Linked DNA regions of Mus musculus: region 1 is linked to region 2. The links are chromatin contacts, called in public promoter capture Hi-C maps. All regions are on one chromosome and are shown on one strand. The core of a region is the stretch at or near the end of the contact, and the rest is flanking DNA. Distances in the headings are between cores, read along the strand shown.

Region 1 (7,215 bases), core at 344-2,843, 420 kb after region 2:
TTCCAGGCGCTTGCCTGCCTCACTCCCCCTCACACGGCTCCCGCCTCTTTATCCTTCGGATCTCGAATCACGAGAGTTTCCTTACAGAGGCTCTGCAGTTTCCCATGGTTTGTTAGTACCTATTCCTTCCCTTCAGGCACTTTTCTCAGTAGTTCTCCTATGTATGCGGTTCTGGCCACTCCCCCCTCACTAGAACATACACCTCTGAGAAGAGAGAGCAAGTTCAAGGTGTCTACCATTTCTTCTCTGGAGCTTAGAGTAGACTTGAGTTTCTACTTCATGTCTGCTGAAGGAATGAGTGAATGAACGAACAAATGAATGAATGAATGAGTGAATGCCCTACTGACAGCTTACCTTATCCTTCACCAGTCGGTAACAAGCCGGACACTCCTGGCAGCCAGGCCAGGACCGATTGTAGAAATAGTTCTCTTCACACTGGTCACAGCGATTGCCCACAAAGCCTTCCCTGCATTCACAACGGCCGTCCTCTTTACACTGGAGTGAAAGGGATCCTTCATGGTGACAGTCACAAGCTAAGGAATGAGGAGACAATTCCCATTTTAACTCGGACTGACTGTACCATCATCATGTGTACTTATGAAAAATTCACTTATGAGACTTTTAAATAGCTAAGTCCATGTAGCAGGCAAGATAGACATTTTAAAAGGAAAACTAGGTTGTGAAGTAATATGGGCAGCATGTGGCATGTGTGCATACATGTGCATGTATATGCTTACAAAGGTCAGAGGTCAACACTGGGTATCTGTTCATCTCTACCACCGTTTACCTAATTTCTGTTGTTTATTTTTGTGTGTGTGTATTTTTGAGACAGAGTCTCATTATGCAGCCCTGGTTGGCCTGGAACTCACTATGGAGACCGGGATGGCTTCAAACTCACAAGAGCTCTGCCTACCTTTACCTGGAATTAGGTCCAGGTCTCTAAAGAGCTGCTGTGTCAGCATTAAAGGTGTGTGCCACTGTGCCTAGATCTCCCTTATATTTTGAGACTTGCATCTCAACCCGAGCTGCTGGCCAGTGAGCTCCAGGGATCTACCTGCCTCGGCCTCGTTACAGATACACACCTGCCTTTTTATATGGGTGCTGGGGATCTGAACTCAGGCTCTCCTGCTCGAATGGCAAGCACTTTATCAACTGAGTCACCTCAGCAATCCCTTGGGGCACATGACCTCAATGTGGTATAAAAATTACACGAATGTCAGGCATGGTAGAGAATATGTCTCTGGGAGGTAGAGGAAGGGGAAGTGAGGTCAGCCTGAGCTACACAGAGAACACACACAGTATATTAAATGATGTAGCGCTCTTTCTCATATGCTTCTGGGACTCCTCTCTACTTTCATCTTTAAATTTCTCTAAGAAATAAGAAAACCCAAATGCTAACCTAACACTTCCTGCGCTTCTTTACAGTTTGTTTTCTCTTTGGAATTTCTACATTCCACACAAGAAATGAAGGAATTCAGAAAGCAAAAAAATCCAAACTGTTCTGATTTCCAGGCAAGTGTTTATGCCAAGGAGAAGCAGATGTTTATATGCAACCAAACCAAATGGGCTCCAAGGGTGGAGCCGAAGCAAGCCAATAGCGGCCGAGCAGAGCCACGGCTGCTTCTTTATCTGCAGAGCCGAGGTAGTCAGGAAGCCTTAATAAGCAGAGTGGACACGCTCAGTGCTTCAGGGGGGATTTTTTTTTCTTTAGAAAACAAAATTACAAGGAGAAATAAGTATAAAAAAACTAGAAAAGGAGACATCAACAGGGTGGTACCAGAGGAACCAAAGGCCCTCGATCTCCAGAGTTTTCTGATAGTCACAGGAGGTTTCTTTCGTGGCCACAGAGGCTATCAGGCCTGTAACGCACTAACTGGCATGGGAGACACTGCACTGCAAGTCACCATGTCTTACGTTTGCAGCCTTCAGGTCCAAACCCAAAGTGGTTGGTCTCACAGCGCTCACAGTGCTGGCCGGTGATGCCAGGCTGGCACTCACACTGCCCGGTGCGGATGTCACACTGCCCATTGGTGGAACCCAAAGCATGGCAGTCACACCTGAGGAGAAGCACAAGATGTTTCTAGGGTAGGAGGGGCAGAGAGTGGGCAACATTCTCATCTGGAAGACAGCACGCTAAGGACGACTCATCAGAATGTTAGGGGTTGTTCCCTTAGGTCCACACTAAACCCTACTGACAGAGAACTGGACAGACTCCCAGGCTGCAGCCCTGATGAGTCTGTCTCAGAAGAAACCTTGCAATCTGCATTTTGAAATGTCTGAGGGCTGGAGAGATGGCTCAGCAGTTAAGAGCACTGACTGCTCCTCCAGAGGTCCTGAGTTCAATTCCCAGCAACCCCATGGTGGCTCACAACCATCTGTAATAGGATGGGATGCCCTCTTCTGGTGTGTCTGAAGACAGCTACATTGTATTCACATAAATAAAATAAATAAATCTTAAAAAAAAAAAAAGAATTAGTGTCTGACACATCAGAACTGCCACTATGCTATCTATCCCTTCTGTCCCCTATTTACACAGCGCCTTTCCTGCATAAGACACTGGAAACAATTCCTAAGCAACCTCAAGCCAGCTGCTTAGAGTAGCTTGGAAAGATGTACTTCTTAAGACAAAGACAACAAGGATCACTTTACACAGACTCAAGTCTCACCTCTCGCAGCCTTGCCCGCTCTGCAGGTTGTAGTAGCCAGGGTCACAAGTACCGCAGTCGCGGCCAGACACATGAGGCAGACACTGGCACTGTCCGGTCACCGGGTTACAGCTGCTCTGTTGCTGCACTGTCCCGTAGGGATTGCAGGCGCAGGCTAGGGTGGGGAGACAGAGAAAGCAACAGATGCAAATCTCCAGGGAGAGCAGTAAAACCTAAGGCACTGGACCAGGTTCTCTAGGCCTGTGTTGTCTCACACAGAAGCCGATACGGCAGAGAGTCTTGTCTTGGCAGTCTGAACAGAGATGTGCTAGCAATTAAAACACATTGCCCTTGTAAACATAGGGTGAGAAAAGAACCATCTTATTAATGGTTTTTAACAGATGATTACCTGCATAATAGTAAGCAATAAAACACTGGCTACATTGTTAAGCATACTAAATTAATTCTCCTGTTTTACGTTTTTGATGGAGTGTAGCAATTTTAAGTTCTGCAAGAAGTGGTTCACACTGCATTCTCGAAAACTTCTGTAAGTACTGAGAGAGACCCCACTGTGGATCTGTACATCGAGGTGTGGGCGTGACTGAGTCTGGCCAGTGACTAACCTTTGCATTTGTCGGCTGGATTGGGAGCCAGGGGATTTCCGAAAAACCCTTCCTTGCACCGGTCGCAGTAGAAACCAGCCGTGTTATAGATGCACTTCAGGCACTCGCCCGTCAGGCGGTTGCAGTTGCCAACCGCGTTGGGGTCTATGTTGTCGTTACACTGGCACGGGCGGCACAGTCTCACAGGCCCATTGCTGCCCAGAGGGTCTCCAAAGTAGCCGTCATCACAGAGTTCACATCTCTTGCCTGGGAATGAGAGGATCTGAGGTTAAAGAAGAAAGGCCTGAGGCATTCCTGCCGTAGATTACCAATGGGTACATACTGTCTAGTCTGACCAGCATATACACGGTCTTGTGGTGTGGTGTGGTGTGGTGTGGTGTGGTGTGGTGTGGTGTGGTGTGGTGTGGTGTGGTGTGAGCAGGAGATCCAGGCCGAGGCCCTACCACTGGGCCAAAACAGTGGAGTGGCCTTGACATACTTCCTAGGTGGGATAATCCCTGGTTTGCTTACCTCATTTCAAATTCTCTGACAACTAACCAAGATGATGTGCTCAAATTCTTGGTAATGCAGAGGTTTACCAGTCTCTGCATCCACACAGTCTCTAGCGAGCAGGGTCTCCTAACTTATAAAAGACACTCACTCCCTACTCAAGCACTGTCAGCTAATGCTGAACTCTAAGCGAACCAGGTACCACCCATGTCTGCTTTGGAGTTAGAAACTCACCTTCAGGTTCTGCATCCTCACTGATCGGTCCATCCTTCTATACATCCCTGCCATTCCTGTCCCCTCGAGATGAGCTCTTTAATCTGAGCAGCCAACAGGGCCTAAGAGAGCCCAGTGTTTCTCACCAATCAGGTTTGTTTGCTAAGTCACTAAACAACTGCCTGCAAGCATCTCCTATCCACACCAGCACTCTTCCAGGATGCGAGTGGGTGGATGTGGTCTCTGCTCCCATGAAGCTGCTACTGTAATTATCAGCACAGATATGCACACGAGATGTCAGATGCAGACAAGCCCGAGAGCATTCAACCAAACCCAGTGGCTAAAATCAGAGTGAGGGTGAAGGCCATTTTATACTGGGAGAAGAGACATTAGGATTAGAATTCAGAGAAGTCTGTCAGAAAAATACATGGGAACACTTCTGAACAAGGCTACATGCAGAAACCAACTAACCCTGGTCGGACCATGGTGACAGAAAGACTTAAATTCAAGTGCAGTGACAAGATACTAGAGAGCCTTTCTTTTCCACTCTTGCTGTTTGTTTGCATGCATGCCATAGTATGACTACTGAGGTCAGAGGCCAGCTTATGGGAGTCGGTTCTCTCTTTCAACTACCTGTGATCCAGGGACTAAACTCAGGCCTTGAGGCTTGACAGCAAGGGTTTTACTTACTGAGATTTTACCACCTCAGCCCCTGCACACACACAATCTCAGCGCTTCAGAGGCTAAGCCAGGAAGATCACAAAATAGCTCAGAAGAAAACAAATACTAATATAGCGATGTAATCCGAAGGCATTTTAAAAGAATCATTCTGGTTCCTGTGTGAAGAACAGATGTCAGGAAAACAAATGAAGCAGGGGAACCAGCGAGAGGGGGGTGAGGGGGACTTCAGCTGAGAGGCCGGAGGCTGGAGGCTGGACGTCGGCAGGAAGTGGTAGAGGAGGGGCTGTTTCTAAGAAACGAAGGAAAGATGGATCAAGTGTGAACCCAAGGATTCTGGCTTCAACAGGCAGGTTGTGGTAGTCTATAGACCGCTGGGAAGGAAAGGGTTAGAATTGGAGAAAAAGGGACGAAGTGAAGAAGAGGGTTACTTAAGTTTGGAATTATAGCTGTGTGGATCTAGAATGCATAGAGTAATCGGCATACTGAATTAGCACGGCCCAGGGAGCAGAGATAGGGAATCAAGGAGGAAGGTGGAGACCAGCATGGACTCTGTAACCTATGCTCTAGGGCCAGCACGGAGGGGGCCGTGACCAGACCACAGGGTTGTCAGGGCTGTCTGGGGAAGGTTACCTTCCAGAAGCTTGGAACTGTAACTCTGGGCCACCAAGCCTGAGGATCCCATCAACCCAGGCCTTGGGATAAATACTCTGTCCTCTTTCATCTCCGGCATGTGCTCCTGGCTACCGTAACTCCAAGGAGGCCGGATCTGATGCGGTGCACACGTCTCATCAGACAGAAAAAGGGAGAGGAGATGCAGAGGGTGAACAGAAAGCGTCCAGCCCTGCACCAGGTGGGGAAGGAAAGGAACAAAGGGCTCTGCCTAGGAGAGGGTGCCCAGGAAAGGAACAAAGGGCTCTGCTTAGGAGAGCGTGCCCAGGGCTGCGATACAGACTTGGTCGCCTGAAGAGACTGGATCATCAAAGTCATATGAAAACCTCCAGCTGAAATAAAGAGGTGATCAAGGGGTACCCAAGAGGAAAGAGAAGAAAACCAAGGAGAGTGGGAAGTCAGAGTTCAGATCAGAGGCAGTCAGCCACTGTCCAGCACGGCCATGATACTGACGTGACAAGCAAATACCCAGGTCAATGAGCTGAGCAGAAAGTATGGCTGGAGGTGGGGCTGAGGGAAGAGACGAGAACACAGGGGAACAGAGGGAAATGGGGGCCCTCCTGGCCCTGCTGTGGGCAGCCACCAGCTCCCGCACAGCCATCGCCACAGGGTACAAAGGCAACATTCCAGCTTCGATGCCTCCTCTGATAGTGTAGCTAGTCCACATGTAATCTATACTTCAAAAGCTTGAGACGTGATTTGAATCAGACTAAAACAGAGATATCAGGTAGCCTGTATCAAACTCATTCCAAAATGCAACTTGCTTTCAAAGTCTAGGGTCAAGGTTCAAATCCCACCAGTGCATGTAAGACATACTGAACAAGCAGCACGCTGTTTAGCCCTGGTTTTGTCTTCCTGCCCTTCACAGTGAAGGCAAAGTAAGCCAAGGAGGGGTAGTTTGCTAGTGACCCCTCTGTGGTCAGAATAGCTAGGAACACCTAAAAGAGACATAATTTTATGCTCTTTGGAAAATGAATGGGGTGGCTACAATGGGGACAGAGGTCTACCCAAAGCTCTTAAAAAAATAAGTAAATAGGGCTGGAGAGATGGTTCAGTGGTTAAGAACACCAACTGCTTCTTCCAGAGGACCTGAATTCAAGTCCCAGCAACTACATGGTGGCTCACAACCATCTGTAATGAGATCTGATGCCCTCTTCTGGTATGTCTAAAGATAACTACAGTATACTTGTCATATATATAAAATAAATAAACAAAATCTTTAAAAATAGATAGATAGATAGATAGATAGATAGATAGATAGATAGATAGATAGATAGATAGATGTTCCCAATGTAAAGTGACTGACTCTGAGATGCTGGAAGGGTGATTCAGAGACAGAATTTTAAGATTGCCATTTCACATGAGCAATTCCAGACAAGCCAGCAGAAAGCCCAGTTTGGGTTCTTACTTTATGAGAAATTACATTATATGTGGTGACAGTTCTATCTGGAATCACAAAGCTGTGTTGCAGTCCCAGCTCACCTGTGCCTTGCCACACAGCCTTGAACAGAGCACTCAGTTTCTGCTCTCTTAGTCACAGCAAAACAACAGCCGCAGTTCCATCTTGGGGTTGTGAGGTCACCCGAGGGAAAAAGGCTGTGTCAATGCTCACAACCATAGAGAACTCTGAGGGATGAGGAGCAAGGCAGACTCACCGGCAGTGCCAGTCGGACAGTGCGTGCACACCACTTCCTTTGTCTTTGGGACAATGGCACAACTTGAGCCACCGGGGCAGGGACAAGGCTGGCAGTCAGAGGAGGTGCCCAGGGTTGAGTCCCCATAGTACCCATCGCTACATTTCTCACAGTGGGGGCCGGCTGTATTGTCTCTGCAGTCACAGACACCTATTGCGAGAGTGGAGATACACTATCAGTACAGTAACAAGAAGACAATGG
Region 2 (6,782 bases), core at 2,885-5,384:
TACTGTCGGAGCCCTTGCTTGGCTCTTGAGTGTGCCCTCTATGCTGGGACAGAAATTCAAGATACCACACAGAATGGAAAAGAGTCAGTGCTCTAGAAAAAGAGAGTGTTGGGTAAGTAATACCAATATAAGGTGAGGTTAAAGCCAACTGCTTCCAGTAGGCAAACAAGAGCGTTGAAAATAGTCTGTATTGTTTTTTTTTTTTTTTTTTGCGGGGGGGGGGGGAGTGTCTCCTGGATACTTCTGTCTGATGGCTCATGGGGAAGTATCCCACATTTGGCACTGAGCTTCTGGGATGAGCATCATGCTCTGTGCAGGGTAGCTCCAACAAGACCACACTGCTTCAAGTAGCACACACACTGGTCACAGGACATGGAGAAATCATGTTGCTACTGAGCAAGAAGCTTCCTCCATGCTGGCTAGCTCTGATGGTACTAGAAGATTCTATGCAGGCGGCTGGGAGAAAAGTCTTACTCAGCTGTGAGCCTGGTGAACTGAGGTGAAGATTGGGGTTGTCAGATCTGCCCAGGGGTGCAATAGTGGCATGCGTGCTCCGGGGTAACCAACTGCTTCATGATTGGATTTAAGGCCCGCTGCATAGGAGGAAACACATGCAGGTACTGCAGAACTGAGCATGGACCCATCACTGGGGAGCTCACAGGCCCCAAAGGTGAACCCACTACTATCACTTGGCTAAAAGGGCACAGTATCAACTGCCCTCTAAACTTGTATCTCTATACCTGTAGTTTGCCACAGCCTCTGTCCTCATCAGACAAGTTTTTTTTTGTGCAGTGAAGCAGTGGATGGTGGTTAACACAGAAACCCACAATCTGTCCAAGGGCAGAGAATCAATGGCCGAGTAGTGCTCAGATGCAAATGGGACATCTATGTTACATCCTATCACCAAGGCTCAGGGCCATGGCAGATGAGGGGGACAGAAAAATTGTAAGAGCCAGAGGTCATGGCAGACCAGAATAAAACAGTATCTTTTAGACATGGCAGGACATCTGCACATAACTCGCAGCATCTGTGGTTGCCTGTAGAGGATTAAGTCAGCCAACCTTCTAGGTTGGAGCAGAAAGGGGTTCATGAGCCATCCCTAACTGAAGAGCTATGGACAGTTGGTGGCTTCTAGGGGAAGGAGAGCCAGTCTTTTTAAAGGGGTGTGGCTCCTGATAGGTCAACCATACTCCAGTGGATAGTCACATACAGAAGAATATAAATAACACAAAGTGGAGTTAAGGTGTTATTTAAAATAAAAAAGGTTGGATACTGTAGGTGGCACACACCTTTAGTTCCAGCACTCCAGAGGCTGTGACAGACAGATCTCTGTGAACTGCAGGCCAGTCTGGTCTACATCGTGAGCTCTAAACCAGCTAAGGCTACACATTAAGACTCTGTTTCAAATAGATAAACAAAGGACACAACATTATAAAGATTAAGGAGGTAAGAGTGGATCTGGTAGGAGTTAAGAGGAGGAGTTAGCTAAATATGATCAAAATGCATTGAAATTCTCTAAGAATTAGCCCAACCACTCCTGCCTAGCCCTCTCAAATGACAAGCCACTATGGTTGGAAAGGACTCTTCTTTTGATATGTTTTCCAGTGGTCCTTTTGATGACGAAAGCAGGAATGGCTTTCTCACTCCCATTCTCAGACAAGGAGACACAGTCCTGAGAGATACAAAGATGTTTTAGCCAACCAATCACATATTCCACAATGGTTGAACCACCAAGGTTGTCCTAGCACACTCTATGATAATGCTCACATGAGCTCACCTAATAACGTCTGGCTCAGAATGAACCCAGTACTGCCTAATGACCTGTGACTGACCATTCTCTTCCAGAAGCAGAAGCTGTTCGAGCCCGTGGTGATCCCTGTGGGTCGGCTGTTCCGTCCAAATGAGAGGCAGGTGGCTCAGCTGGCCAAAAAGGACTATCTGGGCAAGGCTACGGTAGGTGGGCCGTCCATCTTCCTACTTCTCCTGTGCCCTGGATTGCATGGGGCCTGGTGGGAGGGCTTCGAGAAGACACGCCCCCCAAGAAGACACGCCCCCTCTCCCTGCCCTGTGGCATTCAGGGATGGCAGTGAGGATCTTGCTGACAGTAAGGAATGAACACTTCCAGTTTCTTCTCTCCAGCTTCTTCCATAACCCTGACCATCACTCACTCCTGAGGTTTCTACTGGGATGCTGAGTCTTGGGACAGAGGTGAAGGAAAAAGGACATAGTGGGGGCTCACTGAGAGTCGGGAGAGGGCCAGCAGGAGATGCCCTTGGCTCAATGCCCTTGCAATATACTGCTGAGGATTCTGGGGAATCCCTCCCATTTTCTCAGCCCTATGCCCAGAAGCCTTCTTTAGCTACATTTCTTCTGAACACAGGTCTTAAGTTCTTTCAGACCTGACTTGAGGTGAGACCGTAGGACCTTATCTGATCTGTATTTGGCTTTGACAATTTGGACATGTGAGTTGCCCAATCTGAGTAAGCTAGACCTGGCAGAATCACAGAGACTAATAGAAATACCCCACAATGAGACATCAATTCATGAATGGATATATGCAGTGTGATATGTCCATATGGTCTGCTTTCCCACAAGAAGGATAAACTAATGCATGCTACAACACGGATAGACATGTATGTCAGCCAGAAGAAATACAGATGCCATGGCCAAGTGCTGAAGATAGCTCAGTTGTTAAAAGTACTGGCTGTGTAAACATGAGGACTGGATTCCAGATCCCTAGGACCTGTGTAATTGCCAGGTAGCCATGGCAACTCCAGAGTCAGAAGGTGGAGACAGGGGATCCTCAAGCAAGCAAGACTACCCATAGTAGTCAGCTCGGAGTTTGATTGAGAGACCCTGCTTCACTGAATTAGGCGGAAAAGCATCTGAGGATGATACTTAGATTAACCTGCAACCTCTACGTGCATGGTCAGACACACAGAAATGTGCCCCCAGGCATAACACACACACACACATACACACACACACACACACACACACACACACACACACACACACACACGCATACACTCACTACAGACACATGCACACGTACCATGAAAAACAGGAAAAAAGGCACATGCTATATAATTCTATTTATATAAAGTCTTTACAAACTTGTGTTGCCAGGTTAAGAGAGGAGACTGTAGTCTTCTTAGTAGTTCCAACATTTTCTTTTGTGGGGTGATTAAAATGTCTTGGCACCAGATAACATGTAGCATTGCAAAGTATTGTGGGTATATGAAATACCACAGAAATGTTCACTTAAAATGGTCAATTTGATGATTTGATGTTGTATGACTACCAGCAGTTTTTCATATTGTTTGTTTATTTAACTAAAAGAGAGGGTGAGAGTAAGATAAGAGGTGCCTTACTTCCCACCTCCCTCCAAAAGCTACCTGAGTGACAATGGCTTCTGTGGTTTGAGGAAAGAGGAGGTCTTCCAGAAAGACACAGACACCGGGCAAACAGAGCCTGGCAGCAGCACGCTCACCTTCTTGTCTGTTTCAGGTTGTAGCATCTGTGGTTCACCAAGACAACTTTTCTGGCTTCGCCCCTCTGCAGCCACAGGTGAGACTGGCTTTCTCTGGGAAGTAGACCCCGATAAGAGGAGCTGGTCTGACAAACTGATCACAGGGGTTCAGCCGCCTCTCAGCATAGCTGAGCCTCTGATCCCTACTCTCAGCCCTAGTTTACATGGCTGGTTGGGAGCCGGCCCTGTCAGCTCTGTCTCCCGTCCTCTGCCGGTGGTCCTAAGAGATCCACTGACCACCTCATGGGACCTTGCGCAGCCTCTGCACTCAGGAAGTTTTGTAATGAGCCTCTCCATGGGTTCAGGCGTGTGAGTTGCAGGGGATAGGGTGCCAGGGCTTGGAGCCTGGGGGCTTTGACTTCCTTGGTGCTGTCCATTTGCTCCTGTATAAGAGACTCCTTTGGGAACACAAGGCAGGCTGCCAGCCCAAGCTGGGCTCAGAGAGATGGTCCCTGATGGCATGTGGCAGTCAGTTCAGAGACAGACAAAGCTTGTAACAGGAAGACAGTGAAGTAGATTAAGGAGACCTCAGGCTTGGTTGCATAACAGGGTGACAGGGTAACGGGTAAGAAGAGGGATCAGCACTAGCAAAGGAAAGGACCTTGGACCTCGTCACCTTCTTGCCATCTGCATATATACTGTCTCTGGGGTAGCACTGATCCTCACCCCAAATATGGGGCAAGACGATTGCCGCCTTGACTGTAATATGACCTGTGCTTGGGCCGTGGGGACAGGATGAGCACAGGGGCAGAAAGAGGGCCAGCATCTAGATTCCTTGTCTCCTTTTGGCATTAAAGTTGGAGAAAGGCTGGCTGTGGTCCCAGGCTCAGCCCAGCTAGAGGACAAGGAAGGAAAGTCCCAGATGACAGACTCTATGGCATTCAGTGCAGAACAGGGAATATACATTAAAGAGAGACTCTTTTTTCAAAATATTTATTTATTTATTTATTTATTTATTTATTTATTTATTATTTGTAAGTACACTGTAGCTGTCTTCAGATACTCCAGAAGATGGCATCAGATTTCGTTACGGATGGTTGTGAGCCACCATGTAGTTGCTGGGATTTGAACTCAGGACCTCTGGAAGAGCAGTCGGCACTCTTAACGGCTGAGCCATCTCACCAGCTTGAGAGACTCTTGTCTGGCCAGGGGATGCTGAGTTGATTTTAAATATCCAGAAATGTCACATATTGTGGCAAACATTAATTGTAGACCAGCGCTTTTGGAAAATACTGGGGAAGGGTTGAGTTGAGGTCAATAAAACCTTCTCCAGACACCTGCTCTGGAGTGTGCAGCAGCTTCACTGGCGAGGGTCAGGCCCAGGTGGGCGGCAGGCTTTTGGTTTCCCAAATTGTGCCCTTGCCCCAGAGACCACCCAGAAAAGAAGTCTTTGTTTTTGGATCTGGAACAGTATTCCAAATTACCATTAACAGTCTGTTCTCTCTTCCCCCCCCGCCCCCTCACTTTTTCTCTTGTCATCTTCCCCTTCTTCATTTTTCCTGAATGTTCCACAGTCAGCAGAGCCTCCTCCCAGACCCAAAACCCCAGAAATCTTCAGGTAAGTTAGGTTTAGGTCTGCATGCGAAATACCCTCACTCTACGTCTGACTTGACGGCAGTAAGGATGTAAAGGATGGTAGGCTTCTCCTGTCTAAGGTTAGACCCAAATGATGCGATTGTGCTGAGACCACCACTTGCAGCATCCTGGTGCCCCAGTGGGCGTGGTCACCTTACAATGGGAGGTCATTGCTTCGAAGCCCAGGTCAGAGGTGAGAGGTCAGTTTGTACTGACTACAGTGCACTCCCCTCCCGCTCAGTGAAAGCTCTCCAGATTCCACGAGCTATCACAGTCTCTTTCCTGTGTGCGTTTTTTCTAAAGCAGGGGAAAGACTCAAGAAAAGGAAGTCACTCAGTAAACCCGAGAAGCAGAGCGGCCTAATCTCAGCTAAAAAAATCCTTCTAGCCAGGCGTGGTGGTGCACGCCTTTAATCCCAGCACTCGGGAGGCAGAGGCAGGCAGATTTCTGAGTTCGAGGCCAGCCTGGTCTACAGAGTGAGTTCCAGGACAGCCAGGGCTACACAGAGAAACCCTGTCTCAAAAAACAAAAAAAAAAACAAAAAAAAAAAAAAAAAGAAAAGAAAAGAAAAGAAAAGAAAAAAGAAAAAACCAAAATCCTTCTAAGGAACAAAGCAAGCCATCTTCCTCCTCCAATAAAGGGGGTCAGGAAAAGTGTGTGTGGGTGGGTGGTGGGGTAGCTACAGGTGATCCCAAAGAGAAGGGCTTGAAGGAGCTCATTCCCCAATTCTCTAAACTAAAGAGGCTGCATCCCTCACAACGTCAGGCAGGGACTTTGCAAACGAGGGCAGGGCTGAGCAGAACGAACATCCCCATCCCGTGTATGGGTAGTTTTGCAGACAGCTTCCCTCACACACTGAGGCAGCATGGGAGACTCTCTCTAGGAGTGGAGAAGTAACCAGGACCTTGAGGGGTCAATGAAGCGGAAAGGACATGGCTAACATAAAGCAAAGTGCTGCAGTTTCTCTACTGTGCCTTCCATTGCCTGGCTCTCCATCCCCTTCCTGCAAGGCTGTCTGAGGTGGTCTCTCCCCTGGTGTTCACTGCCTTCCACCTATGTTACTCCCCTGCTCATACTTCCTGTCTATGGAAGGCAAGACCTGAGAACTGACTCCCTCCTTAGAGGAGAAAGGAGGATAAGAGTTGAGGCCAGCCTCAGGTGCATGGTGGGTGGAGGGATCGGTTAGAGGCCAGCTAGAGCCAAATATCCTCCCCACCCCCCTTGTCTGAAAAACAAGCAAAGAAACAACTCTAAGAAGTTTTAAATTGCTTTCCATTCTGAGCAGTGTGATGAAACAATCCCACCTGCCTGGGATCCTCAGGGATATATAGCCTTGCTGTGTGCCATCTGCCGTCTGTCCACTCAGTAGCCGTCTGTCCACACAGGATCGGCTGTCAGGCCAGGAGAAGGAAGGTTAGAGAGAGGGAGGGACAGGGTGATGGGACACTTGTGACATGAAAGTGGAAGGAGAGAGAGAGAGAGAGAGAGAGAGAGAGAGAGAGAGAGAGTGTGTGTGTGTGTGTGTATGTGTGTGTGTGTGTAAGTAAGTAAAAGGCCCAGGGCAGGGGGAGTAGGGTTTGAGAGAAAGAGAGGGAGGAAAGATCAACAAAATCAAATTTCATTTGAAAAAAAAAATGCCAGCATGAAATCTAATACTGTGTATGTTAGTTAAAGC

The links. Capture Hi-C pulls out chosen DNA fragments and counts their contacts.
Region 1: a contact with region 2 is called in a promoter capture Hi-C map of adipose tissue. The contact joins two enhancer-like sites. A contact is called at or near these places in 1 of 484 Hi-C or Micro-C datasets (embryonic fibroblasts) and 3 of 9 other capture datasets (adipose tissue, embryonic stem cells and liver).

The regions. Positions count from the first base shown.
Region 1 is chr1:153,239,963-153,247,177 of GRCm38.p6, forward strand. It overlaps Lamc1 (laminin, gamma 1), which reads right to left. Exons shown (of 28, transcript NM_010683.2): 13 at 6,976-7,164; 14 at 3,269-3,514; 15 at 2,667-2,820; 16 at 1,915-2,057; 17 at 355-533. Among named protein-coding and RNA genes, the nearest start is that of Lamc2, 57 kb to the left of the region's middle. Within about 2 kb of position 1,594, at least 7 of the 459 cell types and tissues checked have an H3K27ac peak or open chromatin away from gene starts, as enhancers often do. A contact at or near this core is called in adipose tissue, where this site is marked.
Region 2 is chr1:152,822,372-152,829,153 of GRCm38.p6, forward strand. Ncf2 (neutrophil cytosolic factor 2) reads left to right here. Exons shown (of 16, transcript NM_010877.5): 6 at 1,846-1,953; 7 at 3,511-3,570; 8 at 5,047-5,090. Among named protein-coding and RNA genes, the nearest start is that of Ncf2, 26 kb to the left of the region's middle. Within about 2 kb of position 4,135, at least 6 of the 459 cell types and tissues checked have an H3K27ac peak or open chromatin away from gene starts, as enhancers often do. A contact at or near this core is called in adipose tissue, where this site is marked.